Regions from separate parts of the Mus musculus genome. Here region 1 is linked to region 2. A link is a contact called in public promoter capture Hi-C data. All regions are on one chromosome and are shown on one strand. The core of a region is the stretch at or near the end of the contact, and the rest is flanking DNA. Distances in the headings are between cores, read along the strand shown.

Region 1 (5,502 bases), core at 517-3,016, 360 kb after region 2:
TGGATAGTTCTACCCTGTTGGTGGCAGTTACCCAACTTGGCAATCAACCAGTACCTAAAGTTTGAACCTTCTCTGTGTTAGATGCCTTAGCTGGCAGGTCAGCAAGAAGCTGGTCAAATCCCAACACTGACCACCAAGGAAAAAACGCTGATCAGAGTCCCACGAGGACAAAGAACAGGTGCAAAGAAAAGAACTGTCCCCTGGCTAGAGTTTTAGTAGAAAATTTGAACAGTCATGGAAAACACACCCATAAAGATTGTCAGTAAAGAACATGTGGTAAAAACACTACGAATCTCTGCACCTACACAACACATTACAAGCATGAGCAAAGGAAATATACAGGGAAAACAGAAGGCAATTTAGAATTTGTTATCTATTCAGAACTCTGAGAAAAGTTGAGGCCTGGAATGGAGGTGCTCTAGACTGCCGGAGCCACCGCGTCCGCCAGCACAGAGCAGTGTAACATATATCAGGACAGTACAACAGTTTGAACAGTTAAAAATGTTCAGAAAGTTTTCTAAATTCTTTTGACCTGATTTTATTAAATTCATTCAGCTGTCTTCTGTCCAGCTCTGGTCTCAGGTGGCCCTGACGACAGTCCAGCCACAGCGTGCCTCACAGGTTCCATTCCCAGTAGTATGGGTAGAAAGGTCTCTGGTAACTCTCAGCAGTCCACTTATTTGGCCTCGCACTCCAGAAGAATCTTCTTTGTGAATAGTCCTCTCCGGCTGGACCAGGAGGAGGGACAAGGCCTCTCTGGTAAACACTCTGATTTTGTGACCATTTTCTTAAACAAGAAGCAATAAATCATTATCAAGATTAACATATAATAACAAGCTTCATAAAATATTACAGACACTCTAATTTCACTCTTTCCTCCCTGGATGACCCAAGCAGATAATCACTTATCTTTCTCTTAAATTTGTATGAAATGGAGCTGGGATTGGGGAGATGGCTCAGTGAGTACAGCTCGTGCCAGAGACATGGGAGGCCTTGGGGGCTGCATCCCCAGAACCCACAGAACGCTGAGAAACAGTAGCATGTGTCTGTAATCCCTATGATAATATGGGAGGATCCCTGAAGCAAATACAGAAGTGGATGCTCACAGTCATCTATAGGATGGAACACAGGGCCCCAATATAGGAGCTAGAGAAAGTACCCAAGAGCTGAAGGGGTTTGCAACCCTATAGGTGGAACAACAATATGAACTAACCAGTACCCCCAGAGCTTGTGTCTCTAGCTGCATATGTAGCGTAAGATGGCCTAGCCGGCCATCACTGGGAAGAGAAGAGAGGCCCCTTGGTCTAGCAAACTTTATTTTCCCTAGTACAGGGGAACTCCAGGGCCAAGAAGTGGGGGGAAGGGGAAGGGGAAGGGGAAGGGGAAGGGGAAGGGGAAGGGGAAGGGGAAGGGGAAGGGGAAGGGGAAGAAAAGAAGAGAAAAGAAAAGAAAAGAAAAGAAAAGAAAAGAAAAGAAAAGAAAAGAAAAGAAAAGAAAATCTCCAGCTCAGAGAATGGAAATTAAGGATGTGGTCTCACCCATGATTGCACATAGTGTGAATGGCAGAGTAAGGAGACAAATTCAAACCCAGCCTGACTGGTACAACCCTCAAACGCTCATAAAAACCTAAGTTAAATTAACACCAAAACATTTTGCAAGCTAGTTGCTAATTTTATGTAGCATCTTGACTAGAGAGGAACAGCTACAGAGCTCATGAGGCTTTATTTCTGCATCTGTCAACAAGAGCATTTCCAAAAACGATTGCAGCATGAACAGCAGAGTGAGTAAAGAAGGCCTAGAATAAAGAAGGCCTGCTTGCATGTGGGCGGGCACTGATCACCTATCGGGAAAGCGGTCCCAGTACAAAGAACAGCACAGGCGAGCCTGCCCTCTCCTGCCTCCCACTCCCATCCAAGGCTCCTCTGGCTCCTGATCCTAGAGAGAATCACCAGGCTCACCCTGTTAAAGGCCCATCTCATCTACCTGCCCACCCTCTCTCCTCCTCTAGAGAATTCTAGCAGACAATTTTGACTGAACAGAGAATTTTCCCATTTCCCAACTGAAATTCTTTTATAACTTAATCTGCTCAAATCATGTGTAAATGTCTCTCTTAGGACTTGTACTCTCTTCCCCTCAGCCCTCTCTCTCTGAGACAGAGTCTCATGTAGTCTATGCTGAGTCCAAGGATGGACTCCTGACCCTCCCGTCTCTACATCCCAGTGCTGGGAGCACAGGCACACTACCCTGCCTGGCTTTGTATTTGTTCTTTAAATCGCAGCCTTCCTTATTCCAAAAACTAGAGTCTTAAAGCACAGGGATAGACCTCAGAGATAGAATCTTAGGTCTCGTCCCTAGAACGCAGATTTTATCTTCTAGTAGACCTATCTAACTCCTCTTAGATTAAGCTAACTAAAATAAATAGATAAATAAAGTAATAAAGTAACATTTCCAATCTTTAGCTGTGTCTGAAGAGCTACACATTCCCCATCCAGTGTTTGATTTGCTAAGCAGCATGACTGACCCTGATCAGGAAGGAAATACCAACTGCTGGTCATTATCACAACGGACTTTCCCTTGGCTTAACAGACAGTTTCCACCTCGGCTCTAAAACGGGAGCAGCACAGGTACCTGAGTGAGTACGGTGAGCTCTGCGTCTGGTGCTGGAAATGCTGGGAAGGTGCCAGATGACCACCACGCCGGTTTTTCCTAGGCTTTTTTTTCACAGGTTTGTTGTTGGTGTAGACTTGCTCCGTAGGATCTGCTGAGTCTTCAAGGCCATCTGTCCTAGGTGCACTAACATTCCGGTTCCTGAAAAGGAAGTGTGCCACAGCGTCACCAGACTCCAGTTCCCGTGGCCAGTTTAGTAACTTTGTATTTTGATTTGTGAACATTTGATCTCGTTTCCCCACTCCTGGCTGTTTAGGTTTTACTCAGAAAGTGAGCTCGCTGCCAGGGAAATGTGCCGCTTGAATTATACCTAAGAGGCTTCCCTAGCCACAAATCTCGCCTAAGAAAATGCAAGACTTACTTTCTGACATGACGTTTCTGCAGGTTTTCAATGTAGTTCTGCCTTTCTATGCAGTGCCCCCGGCAGCTGTTGAACACTGAGGAGCAGATGAAGATGAGCCGTTAGAAACAGGGGCACGAGAAGGAATCTAGCCCAGAGCACGCAGACCAGAGCTCGTACTCACTGACTGGTCATAGGCTGGCACAGCTCACTACTGCACACATGTTCCTCATAAGCTTTGTGGCAAGAGGCTGCCTTAGACTCTTCCTATCCTTGCTCTTTCCTCCCTCTGGTGCTGGAGACCACACTCAAGTTCCATACATGCCGAGCAGATATTCTGCCGCTGAGCCACATCCCCAGCCCCACAGGCAACTCCTTCCTTCTCTCTCTTCTCTTCCTCTCTGTCATCTTATATTGCATCATATTCATTATGTTTTCCAAAAACTGAAAAGTGGTTCTACCATTTCCACCTTTTGCTTTTATAGGAAGGGAAAAATCGTGGCCCCCTCATACTTACATTCAATTGCATCATCTGGCCTCATGCCTTCTACATCAATCAAATATCTAACAAAACAACATAATTCGGGTCACTTAAATATACGAAAAGAAAAAAATCAAAACAGGTCCAATTTCACTTACAAGTGGAGACATACAAATCCTAAGAAAATACTACACATCTAATCCAACAGGCACAGAATGACATGCCATGACCATACACCAGTCCCAAGATTGACTAATTTAGAAATATATTAATAAAGGTACTTATATTAATATAACAATATAATTAATAAAGGAAATGCACGACCAAACTGGCAAACGTTTAAAAGGTAGATTCAGCAGTCCTTTCCACAAATGGCTTTGTGAACTAAAACCCAGGAGGCTTCCTTCATATTACGGAGTGTTCATCAGTAACCAACACACAGAACAACTGGGAAATAGTGATGCAGCCAAACGCTATGGGCCAGAACAGGAGCTACTGTCACTGTCACCCACTTTTCCTGATTCTCACCTTCATTTCCCCACCAGCGTCCTGACAGTGATGACAGCATGCTTCTACCAAAATGACCTTGACACCCGGTCCAAGTGACCATCAACACTTCAATTCATACAAAAACCTATGAGTCCTGCCTCTGCCTCTGTTGAATATTCTTTACTCAGCAGAAATGGATGGGGTTCAACACCCCCCCACAAAGTGCAACAACAAAAAACCCAAGCAGCTGAAACAGCACTTTGCATGGCCTAGCACTGACTCAATGCCATACTTGCCGCATCGCCCACCGCCCCGGCAGTATATGGGGTCCCACTCTGGGCTCTTGGCTGAGCCTTAAGACCATAGTCTCTTCTGTGCCCTTACTCAGCCAGTACTAGGTAACCTTCAGAAAGTCACTGAAACCCTCCTCGGAAATGTACTGTCTTTTTGATGAGACAGGTCAAAGCCTCCCTCACGAGGTACCATGTTCCTTACTCCGCAGCACTGACAATGATAGTTCGATACTCCTCTTCCTATTTTAATTATTCTAGTCTTCCTATTCCTTCAGAGGCAGGTTAAATAAGTATCTCTGCCAGCCCCACACTGCTCACACAAACTATATCTCAGTAAGTTGGGCGTGGGGGCGCACGCCTTTAATCCCAGCACTTGGGAGGCAGAGGCAGGTGAATTTCTGAGTTTGAGGCCAGCCTGGTCTACAAAAGTGAGTTCCAGGACAGCCAGGGCTATACAGAGAAACCCCATCTTGAAAAAAATAAAAAAAAGAAAAAAAAAAAAGAAAAAGAAAAAAGAAACTATATCTTTGTAAGGATTTTTTGTGTGAATGAACATAAAGTCACACAGCACAGCAATTCCTTAAGAAGCACCAGAATGCACCTGAACTTAGCGCACAGCTGATCCAAAGACGCTCAGACCATTTTAATGTTTTATCAACCCCCAAACTTCTGACTTGTATGTTCATCAGCATGCAAAAAAACCCAACCAACCAACCAACCAACCAAACAAACAAACAAACAAAAAAAAACAAAAACAGGGTAGCCTTTAAAAAATAAGGTCTCCAAATACTTCCACAGGAAGATTTCTACGGCATATTAAATTGCAAAACTGAATGTCTATTGCACTTTAAGCCACTCAGCTATGCTTATACCTGCATCTGAGAAGTCTATAATGGTATTGCTGATGGCAGTCTCTGGGTAGAGGCAACACTGCTTTCTACTTAACCCATTTCTATTAAGTTTAGATTATCATTGTAAAACACACACACACACAAACACACACACACACACACACCACTATTTGACTTTTGGGTTGGCAACTCACCTGCAAATGAGGTAGCCAGTCCTATTTAAGCCATGGGTGCAGTGGACACCGATAAGTTTGTCTATAGAATAGGAAATGCAGAAGTAAGAAACAAGATACACCAAAAATAAGTTCTACACTATTCTGAGAAGTAAGGCTTACAAGTTACCAAAATATTGCAGCTATGTTGAAAAGTAAAGTGGCTTTA
Region 2 (5,463 bases), core at 1,986-4,485:
TTAGCCTCCTCAGGTACCAGGCACACACGTGGTGCACATACATAGATGCAGAGAAACATTCCTACACATTAATAAATGAATCTGAAAAAAGTGTTTTACAAGGAATATATCTGGAACACAGGTGATTTTCTGGGGGCGTTCTGTTAGAATGACCTGTCTAGCAATATCATGTAATGGAAGATGACAGTCACCTTATGTAGGTAAGATTCTCTCAGAAATAGTTTGGAGTCACCTAATGGATCAAAGACCCTGTGATATAGGCTGAGACATGAAGTAGATATGAAAAGGGTGAAAGCGATATGCTAAGGTTTGTGTCCAGTTGCAAAAGTGAGGAGTGTTGGGTTATTGTGTTGCTCCTTACATTATGATTATAAATTGTGGCTATGTAATTGTCTGTTTTGAGTCATGCAGCTTCATGCTTCTTGTGATTTCATCCTGTTTCATACAACGTGGTTTAGTTGCACTATGCTGATGTCTTCAAACAGCACTTCGTTCCATTTTTCAAGACTGTGACTTATCTGGGAGGTTCTGCTTTGCCAGGTGTGTGAGCTAGATTGCTTCTTTCCAATGCATTTCCTTTTCAGTTAAAATGAGTAGAGGAAGCTAAGCATGGTGGCTGATGCCTATCGTTCTAGTACTAGAGAAGTTAAGAAAGGATCATCCCAACAGGTTCGAAATCAGCTACAAAGTTCCAAGACAACCTGGGCAACAGAGTGAGATCCTACGGCAAGCAAGCAAGCAAGCAAGCAAGCTGACCAGATTAGTCACTTCTAGTACTTATAACTGGAAAAAACAAAAACAAAAACAAAACAAACAAACAAACAACAACAACAAAAAAAACCCCAAACCTGCTGGAATAGATATGGATACCTGAGAGTGGGTTCCAAACAAAAGGTCTTGAAAATGTGGGCTATCTGGAATTGATCATCATGCTCAGTGAGACTTGGCCTCAGTTACTTTTCTGTTGCTGGGATGAAACATCCTGACAAAGAGCAACTTAAAGGAGGAACGGCTTATTGTGGCTCACAGTCTGAGGGCACAGACCAGCAGGGTGGGAAAGTTCTGGTGTTTAACACAGTGAGTCACATCACACCCACAGCCATGCGCAGAGAGAAAGGAATATACGCATGTTTCTTGATTGTTCTCAGTTCAGTTTTTCTCCTTTTTCTAGTTCTGGACCCTCTGCCTAAGGAGTAAAGGCACAGACAGTGAGCGGGACCTTCCAACACAAGTCAGTTTAAGACAATCAGTCTCTCACAAGCAAGCAGGCACACATGTGTTAATTCCTCTATTCTTGGCTGTGGATGTGGTGTGACCTGCTGTCTCGGTTTTCCAGTTGTGATGGACTGCAAATAGCGCGTGACTGTGAGCTAAAATAAACCCTTTTTGTTAGGTATTTAATCACAGTGACAGAAATGAGAGCAAATGGAAATTTAATGAATACTTAATTTTCCCTTCACTGGTTTATTATATATTTCTTTTATGTTTTCCTAAATTTTCTGGTCCTTTATCATATTTTTTGTATGTATTTATCTGCCCATCTATTTCCCCAATCACACAGATATACACACACTTATATACATATACATTTTTCTATATATGCTACGTATAATCATTTTTTGAAGCTGTTAATGGATTTCTTTAGCCATTGGTGGCAATGATTCATCCTACATGAGGGTTTGCCACCTGGTGTCAACTGAAAGTTACAGTGAGCCTCTCTCCTCCCACACAAACACCTGGAGGTGCCCTTCACTCTTTGCTTGTCTGAGGACCCCTAGTTGCTAGCTGGGAGAGGAAGTCAAGAGTTCTCCAGTAGGCAGACAGCTCTAGGAATCCCAGGGGAAGCCAGGACTCCAGTATTCTATTTGTTATCTCCTGGCCTGTCAGTTCAATCTGTACTCTGTTGCTCTCTCTTGACAGTGTTCGCTGAGCAGCTCCTTAAATGCCAGAGGCTGTTCCAGACACTAGGCACAGTGTTGTGGCTTCTTCTGGGGAGACATGGACAAATGTCTCTCTGTGATGGTTTGAATTAGAAATGATTCGTTTCACAGTTGGTTTAAGAGGTACAGCGTTGCTACTGGAAGCCTGTTGGGCAGGATGGAGGGTCATGTGCTTTTACCTGCTAAGCCATGCTGCCTGCCCTCTTTTAAAGACTTTTTTTTTTTTTTTTTTTTTGTGGCAGTCTGTCTATGTCACCCTGGGTGTCTTGAAACTCCCTATGTAGGCCAGGCTGGCTTTGAACTCAGAGATCTACCTGCCTTTTCGTCTCAAGTGCTGAGAATAAAGGCGTGTACTACCTGATCCAGCTACCTTTATACTATTGTGTGTGCACTCAGTAAAGACAATTTAGGGGAGTTAGTTCTTGCCTTCCACTTTTATGTGAGTTCTGGGAATCAAACTCCAGTTTGTGGTGTAGATGCCTTACTGGTGGAGCCATCTCTTCAGCCCTGAGGGTGTGTGTGTGTGGTTTCTTTCTTTTCGTTTTTTAAAAAAAAGATTTATTTATTTTATTATTTATTTATTTATTAATATTTCTGGGTTTTTTTTCAAGACAGGGTTTCTTTGTGTAGCTCTGGCTGTCTTAGAACTCAGAAATTCGCCTGCCTCTGCCTCCCAAGTGCTGGGATTAAAGGCGTGCGCCACCACCTTCTTTTATTTTATGCATGAGTACACTCCCATTGCTCTCTTCAGAGACACCAGAAGAGGGCACCAGACTCCATTACAGATGGTTGTGAGCCACCATGTGGTTGCTGGGAATTGAACTCAGGAATTGAATCCGTGAGCCATCTCTCCAGGCCGGGGTTGGTTTCTTAACCTCGTTTTATAGGCGCTTCTCACACAGTTGCTTGTGGTTTAGTCAGATCCCAACTATCTCTCCTCTCTTCCCTCTCTCTCTCTCTCTCTCTCTCTCTCTCTCTCTCTCTCTCTCTCCCTCTCTCTCTTAACTATTCACTCATCCCATTAGATTCACTACTGCTAGGTAGACTGGCACTAACCTTAAAATTTGTAACTTGCGAACGTGACTATTATTGGTTTATTCTAGGGCAAGAGATAAAAAATCATGGGTGACTTTGTGCAGGACCCCTAGCGTCCCCAAAGCCCGGACTAGGTTTATTGTGAGCATACGGTACTGTGAGCGAGGTCTAGTGACGCTCTTCTGCGGCTTTCCCGCGCTCCCCGCGGGGCGTCCCTAGCAACGCGCGGGCTGGTTCTCAGCTCCGCCCCGCGTGAGGCAGTGAGGGCAGGTGCGCCTGCGCGCAGCCGCAACCGCCAGTCAACTCGCTTCCCCTCCCTTCCTCGCCCCTCCCCCTCTCCTCCTCTTCCAAAGGCGCCTGGAGCGCGAGGCCAACATGGAGCCTGAGGACCTGCCGTGGCCTGACGAGCTGGAGGAGGAGGAGGAAGAAGAGGAGGAGGAGGGCGAGGAAGAGGAGGGGAAGAAAGAGGTGGAGAACGCCTCGGCGGCGGCGACCGAGGAGGCCCTGACCTCTGAGGAGAGTGGGAGACTGGAAGAGTTCGAAGAGGCGGGGCCCGACTTGGATTTTAACTACGAGTCCCAGCGGCAGGAGAGCTCGGACGAAGAGGAGGACGAGCTGGCTAAAGCCTGGCTGCAGGCTCACCCCGACCGTCCTGGCAGTGCTTTCTCTCTGCCCCCTCCCACGCCTCCGCCTCCGCCTCCGCCTCTGTCCCCGCGGCTCCGGTACACCCCAGTGGAGCATCTGGGCAAGACTGAGGTGAGAAGCGGCTCTGTAGCCCGGAGCTGGGCTGTGGGGAGGAGCGGGGCTGAGGCCAAGCGACTGTAGAGATGCTTGAGCTACTGAACTGGGTCCAGGATATCGGGACCTACGCGCTGCGGGTCGCCTTGCTTATGGACTGTACACCTTGCTTGTGGGGCTGGCAGGTTCTTTGTAGTCTTAGGTTCTTCCTGACATTGACAGCTCCGTGTTTCCTGCGCCTCTCAGTGGATCCGTTTTTTTTTTTTTTTCGTTTTGTTTTGTTTGTTTGTTTTTGTTTTTAAAGTAGGGCAGATAAGACAGATGGCGCTGGGAGCCGGTACTCCCAGAGCGAGCAGTTAGAAAGGCTTCTTTGGCAGGAGGTGGGAGCTGGGGAGGGAGTCTAGGGAATAGCTAACTGGTGGAGAGACGTTTAGCATTTAACACCTTAGTTTTATTGAAGTGCAAGAAACATCCCCCCCTCACCCCCCCCCCCCCACTAGGAATTATTGTTGGTTAAGTATTCTGCGTGAGCTTTTGTGTGTCTTCCCGCCCATTGTGTGTCTTTGCACTTGTAGCAATTAATAGGTTCCTAGCCAGTGGCAGGAACTTGGAATGAAAGAAAGCTTGTGAGGCAGCTCTGGTCTGGAAAATTAGAAAGCACCAAGTTAGGACCAAATAGAGGAAGAGCCAAGTTTACAGAGGTCCTACCAAGATCATTTTGAAACTAACCGTGCTATTAATGCTTTTTAACTATCAGGAACTGCGTTGTTGGTCAGTATGGTCACGTGTGGTTCTTTACATACGAATTAGTTTTAAGTAACACTAGAAAGGCTGGTGGTGTATTTAAGTGGTAGAGAGGTCTTGCCTAGTGTGTGCAAGGACTTGAGTTTTCAAGCCCTAGTATTGGGGAAGGGGAATGAATAAAATTAGGAATTCAGTGATCCTGTACACTTCTCAAGTGCTTAATAGACCTGCTTAGTGGCTGTCACGTTGGACAAAGCAATTGCAGAACAATTTCATTATCACAGTGATAGTATGGACTGTGATTGTCAAAAAGCAATACATGATGTTTGCTTGCTAGGTGGTATTAAATTCATTCAGCTTATACTTTAAGTGTTTACCTTGTACTTGATACTAAGGAAATCATGGTGAACTAAACTGCTGCCTTCCTAGTGTTCCCATTCTAAAGAGGGAGGCAGATAAAATTCACATGATCTCATAAGTAAAACTGCTATATACAAAAATGCATGCATAAAAAAAATGAATGCATGAAATAGGTAACCTGGACTTGTCAGTGAGGTTGGGGAGTTACCTTGAAGACTGCAAGGCTAGTAAACAAGGGGTTAAACAAAGCATAGATAAAACAAGGCACTGTTGGTTAGCAAGAGTGTGACTTTTTCACATTTTACATTTGTTTTTTATTTTTTATTTTATAGGGTTAGGATTGAACCCGGGCCTTTAAGCAAGCTAGGCAAACATTGTACTTACTGCTGGACCACATCATTTAAAGCATGACATTTTCAAGAAAAAGAAGGCCATCGAGTTGAGTCTGGACTATAAGGCTTTATGTGTTATGCCAGGCATTTTGAGGCTTTATCTCTGGAGTTTTGGGAAGTCAATAAAGAAGTTTGTGATCAGATTTGTATTCCAGCAAGAAAATTAATAGTGTAGCTAGCTGTGCTAGCAAGGGGGATTCGAGCAGCCTGACTAAGTGAAGGACAGTAATTAGAGGACCCGGGCAATGCTGTCA

The links. Promoter capture Hi-C pulls out the DNA fragments that hold promoters and counts their contacts.
Region 1: a promoter capture Hi-C map of hippocampal neurons shows a contact between it and region 2, with 2.2 times the contacts expected there. The contact joins the enhancer-like site here to the promoter of Alms1 in region 2. A contact is called at or near these places in 6 of 39 promoter capture datasets (the 3T3-L1 cell line, the C10 cell line, the HPC-7 cell line and 2 more), 2 of 15 datasets of contacts at CTCF or cohesin (the NIH/3T3 cell line and pro-B cells), 1 of 484 Hi-C or Micro-C datasets (embryonic stem cells), 11 of 115 datasets of contacts at active chromatin or transcription factors (astrocytes, bone marrow-derived macrophages, cardiomyocytes and 4 more) and 2 of 9 other capture datasets (liver and macrophages).

What each region holds. Positions count from the first base shown.
Region 1 is chr6:85,946,990-85,952,491 of GRCm38.p6, forward strand. It overlaps Dusp11 (dual specificity phosphatase 11 (RNA/RNP complex 1-interacting)), which reads right to left. Exons shown (of 9, transcript NM_028099.4): 5 at 5,316-5,376; 6 at 3,525-3,571; 7 at 3,029-3,104; 8 at 2,629-2,808; 9 at 1-787. The coding sequence ends at 616. Among named protein-coding and RNA genes, the nearest start is that of Dusp11, 12 kb to the right of the region's middle. Within about 2 kb of position 1,767, at least 8 of the 459 cell types and tissues checked have an H3K27ac peak or open chromatin away from gene starts, as enhancers often do. A contact at or near this core is called in hippocampal neurons, where this site is marked.
Region 2 is chr6:85,584,296-85,589,758 of GRCm38.p6, forward strand. Alms1 (ALMS1, centrosome and basal body associated) reads left to right here and starts at 3,236. Exons shown (of 23, transcript NM_145223.2): 1 at 3,236-3,731. The coding sequence starts at 3,351.